2 separate regions of the Ovis aries genome follow, and region 2 is linked to region 1. The links are chromatin contacts, called in public Hi-C maps. All regions are on one chromosome and are shown on one strand. Each heading gives the region's core, a stretch centred on a gene start, on an enhancer-like site or on the middle of the called end of the contact. The rest is flanking DNA. Distances are from core to core; before and after follow the strand shown. Region 1 holds the start of CUL1 (cullin 1). Region 2 holds the start of EZH2 (enhancer of zeste 2 polycomb repressive complex 2 subunit).

What was found. Hi-C and Micro-C count contacts between places; a contact is called where the count stands out from the background.
Region 2: a Hi-C map of hypothalamus shows a contact between it and region 1, with 2.3 times the contacts expected there. The contact joins the promoter of EZH2 here to the promoter of CUL1 in region 1. A contact is called at or near these places in 2 of 16 Hi-C or Micro-C datasets (hypothalamus and skin fibroblasts).

The regions. Positions count from the first base shown.
Region 1 is chr4:113,064,282-113,067,185 of ARS-UI_Ramb_v3.0, reverse strand. CUL1 (cullin 1) reads right to left here and starts at 1,455. Exons shown (of 22, transcript XM_060415186.1): 1 at 1,310-1,455.
Region 2 is chr4:113,216,081-113,218,823 of ARS-UI_Ramb_v3.0, reverse strand. It overlaps EZH2 (enhancer of zeste 2 polycomb repressive complex 2 subunit), which reads left to right and starts at 1,452. Exons shown (of 19, transcript XM_060415189.1): 1 at 1,452-1,578.

The sequences.
Region 1 (2,904 bases), core at 206-2,705:
CCTGGAGAGAGGTGAGGCGCGCGCGCCCGACTGCCCCGGGGGCCGCTCGCCAGCCCGGCTCCGCGGCCCGAGGCGGGTCGCGCTGGGAAAGGGGCGGACGCCACCAGGCCGCCGCCTCGGGCGCGATGAATCGGGCCTTTTTTTTTTTTTTTCCCCAGTGCGTAGTCCGGGCCTGGGCCGCCCCGAGCCCGCGTCCGGGGCCGCGGCCCGCCAGGCCCGAGCCGGCCGGGGTGACTCAGGGCCGGACCCCGCGCGCGCGCGCGCGCGCTCCCCTCCCGCCCCCGGCGCCCTCTGCCCACGAGTGCCCCGGCCCCCGCCGCCATTCCGCCCGGTCGCGGCTCGGCGCCTCGGGCCTCTCGCCCGGCGCCTGAGCTCGGCCGCCGCGGCCCCAGTCACTGCGACACCGCGGCTCCGGGTCGGGCCTGCGCCGCCGCCGCCGCCTCCCCTCAGCCCCGGCGCCGCCGACAACTCACCCGCATTTCCCGGCTGCCTAAATGGCTCCGGCGACGTCTCCACCTGGTCGCTGGGCCCGGCCCCGGTTAAATCCCCGTCCCGCCAAGGTCTCGCCGCGTCCCTCAGCCGCCGGGGCTGCCCCGCCTGGAGCTGCGTGCGACACGGCTCCCGCCTCCTCCTCCTCCTCCTCCTCCCGGCCCGCCCGCCGGCCCTCCTCCCGCCGCCGCCGCCTGCACCACGCAACCTCCGCCCTCTCTCCTTCCCTTCGCCGCTCCCCGCCCTCCCGGCCTCACCGGCTCCGGCTCCCGCGGTGGAGAAGCTGGGGGGGGAGGGCCGGAACGCTCCGCCATCGGCGTCCGGGGCGGGGGAGCCGGGAAACCGTCGCCGCCATCTCCCCACCAGCCCCGCGGAGCGGGAGGGGCCCGAAAGCCCCCGCCCGCCGTGCCGCGGCCCCGAGTTCTCCCCACCCCGCCCGCCGCCCCGCGCCGCCGAGGCCCCGCTCGCGGGGCTGCTCTCTACCTGAAAGCCCCCGCGGGCCCCTGGCCATGGACGCCGCACCCTCCCCGGACGGGCGCACCGGATCCTCCTCCAGGTTTTACTGCCTCCCTGGCCTTGGGGGCCGCCTCTGAGGACCCGGCTTCCCGCCACTTTGGGCCGAACGAGGAGGGGGCGGGGGTGGTCACCTTCCTAGGTCGGGGCCCCAGCCTGAGGAGAAACCGGCCCGAAACACCCCGGAGCAGAGGGTCTTACACGCCGCCCTCCCCCGCTCCTGCGCGCACACACACTGAACCGACACGGATCACAACTACACCCGCTGGATCTACCTTCCCGGCGGGAGGATAACCAAAAGCCATACCCCGACCGGCTGATAAAAGTCAGAGATGGGCGAGTGGCCCTGAAAGGCAGGCGCAGCAGACTCCAGAGAAACGTGCCGTCCATTCTCTGAACCCCAGGACACCTGCGGCCTCGTGGATCGGCACCTCAAAGTCCCAGCTCCTCGGCGTCTCTCTGTCTCTCTCTCTCTCTAAAATTGGTTCGGAGATCAAACCAAATTAGCTTACCTCTTCAAACTCTCTAACCCACTCTTTTTTGAACAGAGGTCGACAAAGACACTTTACCATTAATCTCTGTAAAGATTAAGTGAAGAATGAAATTGAAGATCTTACATATATGGATGGGATGAGTGAGGTATGACTATTGAATAGGACTGTTTTCACCAGTGCTGCGGAGTCGTTCGTCTCATTCATCTGAAATTAACTCACAAGTGGTTACCTGAAATACAAATTTGGGCAGCGCAAATGGCCACCTGGCTTCCTGTGGGGACACAGGTGAGAAAGCTTGGACTTGAAGGGGCTTCTTCTCTAATCCCATGGTCCATGAACAGTTCAGCATGGAAAGATTTCAGGTTATCTGGGCCAAAGACTTGATGACTGTAACTTCCTGTTTTGCTCCAAAACTAAAACATTGAGTATCACCTTGGGGTGGAAATGCTAGGCCCAGAGCCTAGGGCTACTCCCACAGCCCTCACTGTTTCCTGAGGAATATGGATGTCTCTTAGAAGAAATATCTTAAGACATACTTGTATATGCGGTTCCTCCTATTGAAATGTGGCCTTCTGTCAACAACTCTTTATCTTTAAAAGTATGGCATTTGTCTGTACCTGTCACCAGAGTATGTGATCTCAGCCTATTTAAGGATTTTTAAATTCGTGCTTTATATCCTCAATGGACATGAGTTGGAGCAGACTCCGGGAGATGGTGAAGGACGGAGAAGCCTGGCGTGCTGCAGTCCATGCCGCTGCAAAGAGCTGGACAGGACTGAGCGGCAGAACAGCAACAAATATCCTATACTTCTAAATATTCAAAAGAAGCTTAGATGTATTTAACTTTCTCATGGGCACATGGGAGAATTGAAGGTAAAAATGGAAGGCTTGTACATATATATGTACACATATATGGGAGGCTGCACACATATGGTTTCTCTGAGACCCTCACTGCTGCGAGCTTTCCTCAGAGGACAGGTTAGCTCATCTCCCGTTTGTCTAACCTGTCCTCTGCCATTTCATCATCCAATATGGTCGTCCTGTCTGTGACTCCCCACAGCTAACACGTGAGCTGAGTGGGTCAACTTTCCCTTTGCTGTTTGTTTCTTCCAACGTCTGTTTTTCCCTAATGGGAGGATTTAGTTCATCTCTACCTTCCTCTCCACTTCTCATTGCCTCAGTTCCTAGTTCTTAATTTCTTCCAGCCTTTACTCTCCACTCATCTGCACTATTATTCTTAGCTCTAAGGCTACACCATTGACTTTTATGTCCACTTCATAACCAGGTTGCATCTGTACCACTTCTGCTCTGCACAGGTAACCTTGCCTCCTACCTTAACCATTCATTCTCTTTCCACTCCAAAACTTCTCCATCTTCTCCCCAATCTCAGCAAAACTGATGTTGTCCCC
Region 2 (2,743 bases), core at 203-2,702, 150 kb before region 1:
CTTTCACTTTCACACTTTAATATGTGAGGAACGGAACCGTGATTTAGGAAAGGCAGTAGATCAGTGGGTTAAATGACTGTTCCAGTCTCTGGGAACACAAAGAGAGCAACTAGTTATTAAAAATCTTAGTCATTTAAAAATTAAATAAAATACTAAAAGCATGATTCCGTTAAAGCATGATTCCGTTAGGCTTTTAGCTCGAGCTCATAGGTGACCGTCTTCCCTGCCCCGCACGTGAGCTCTCAATTTGGAATCTCAGTTTATGTGGGTGAGGGGGTTACTTTGCCCTATAGTTACACCCTACTAAAAAAAAAAATCGGAATAACCTTAACTTCACTGCCAGATAAATCAAAAAGGGCGACTGTATCCTAAGTGGAATAGCACTAACTCCTCTGGGTGGAGACAGGCTCACCCCATGATCTTTTTTTTTTTTTTTAATACTTGAAAAATGCTGGCATCTTAATACTTTGTAGAGAAGTTAGCACGAGGGACATGAACAATCATCCTTGATAAATGATTTTTAACGCTGACACGTGCTTGGCACTGCAACACTGGAAAGGGTTTGAACAAGGCGCTCTGAATGAGGAATCTGAAATAATCGTGACTTCTCTCTTTCCCAGGGTTTCTAAGGCGATGGGCACTGTGGGATCGACTAGCCAAAGTCCAGTGGGACCCGAGTCGGGCCAAGCGGCCGAGGGGCGGCAGCAGACAAAAGTAGCCGGCAGGGCGCTCCGCTCGGCTCGGGGGACGGCGCATCGGCCACGCCGGAGGGCGGGAGGCTCGCAGCTCCTCGCCCGAGACCAGCCGGGCTGGAGCTGGGGCCGTAGAGGGCGTCTGGCCGGCAGACCGGGCGCCGCGAGCCCTCGTGTCCGGCTCTTCCCGCCCGCCGGCCGGCCGGCCAGGGCCTCCGCTGCGCGCGCGGGGAAAAAGAGCGCGGCAGTTGAAACCGTTACCACCCCGAGTTTTGAACTGGTTCAAACTTGGCTTTCGGCCCCGCCCCGCCCCTCCGGCCCGGGAACACCGAAGCGGCGGTTCCCGCCAAGCGCCGCGAGCGCGCCGTCCCGCCCTCCGGCCGGTTCCCGCCACCCCGCCCAGCCCGCCTTCCCGCCCGCGGTTTGGGGATTCGGGCTCCGGAGGCCCTTCTTCCCCGAACGCCGGCCCCACCGCCTTCCTGAGAGGCGCCGGGCGTTCGGAGAAAAGAACAAAGAGCCGGCGCGGCGCTTCCACTCAGGCGGCAGCGTCCCTCAGCGCCTGCCCGCCCGCGCGCACGCGCCGCCGGCCCGGCCCGGCAGAGTCCCGCGGGCGCCTCTGCGTGGGGCTGGCTCGGCGCCTCAGAGGCCGGCGGGCCCTGTGATTGGACGGGAGCCCGCCTCGCGTCCCGCCAATCGGGGCGGCGCTTGGTTGGACAGGGGGGGCCAAATAAAAGCGATGGCGATTGGGCTGCCTGGTTTGGCGCTCGGTCCGGGAGCGTCCGACACCCACTGGGACGCAGAAGGCGGTGGAGCCCCGGCGGCGGCGGCAGCGGTGGCGCGCGGGAGCGGCGCGCGGGAGCGGCGCGGGCTGGGGCGCGGGGCGCAGGTAACGCGCCGCTGTCGGGCCGGCAGGCCGGCCGGCCGGCGGGGCTCCGGAGCTCGGCGTGGGGCGGCGGCGGCGGGACATCTCCGCTGCCGCTCAGCCGGTCCGGGTAATCCTCCCCCCACCCCCACAAGCGGGCTTTCCCGGGGAGCCTCTGGGGCTCGTGGGGGTGAGAAGAGACCTCCCCTCACCCCCCTCGGAAAGGGCTGTGGGCCCGGGCCGATCCGCGCGACCCCCGCGGGCGGGCTGTGTGGGAGCCAGAGAAACCCGAGGCGGGAGCCCGGGCGGGCGCCGAGCGGAGGGTTTGCGGGGGGGGGGGGGTCCCCTCGCGCGCCCGTTCCTCCCGAGGCGCCGGGGCCGGGCTGGGGGCGCTCGGGTGCCCGGGGCGGGCCGGCCGCCCGAGCCCCCGGTCTCCTTTGTGTGGAGCGGCACGGCGGCGGGAGCGCCCGGGTGGGACGGGACCCACACAAGTTGATGGGACCTCAGCGCCGAGTGCGCACTCAGAGACAAAGGACGGACTGTGTCTCGGGGGAGCTCGGCGCGAGTCAGGGGCAGTGACACCGGGGCCTGACAGCGGGCGGAGAGGGGGCGTGGGGAGCGGGCGGGCGGGCTCGGCCCCACGCCCCCTCCCCGCGAGCGCGCAGGCTCGGCCCGGGGCCGCGGGGGCCGGGACGGCGCGCGGAGACCGGACTCGGGCGTCCGCGCTTGCTGACATTTCCGCCGAAAGCTGCCCCGGAGCCCTGAGGCCCCGAGCCCCGCTCGGACCAGGCGGTCCCCGGCCGCCTCTGTCGTCTCGGCGGGGCTCTCCGTTAAGTTTGAGGGGCGGGTCGCGCTGTTCTACCCCCCACCCCCGCCCCCATCTCCGCGGTTTTGTTCGTTACGGAGGGCTTTCCGTCGAGTTCACGCGTCCTTGTGGGCCCCCCACCCCCATCTCCGCCTCCCCAAAAGTCGGTGCCTCAGGGTCACTTTGTGAAGAACGGGAGGGATCGAGAAGCGTGGTATTTTGGAAAACTTAGTGAACTCAACGCCTGGTGAATCCCCAGTTTCTGAAGAATCATCATCTTCCAAAAAAAAAAAAAAAAAAAGAAACCTGTCCAGGCTGTTTTGGCCAACTCGTGTGAGACTGGCGACAGGTGCTAACGAAATCAGCTGTCATTTAGTGAGGAGA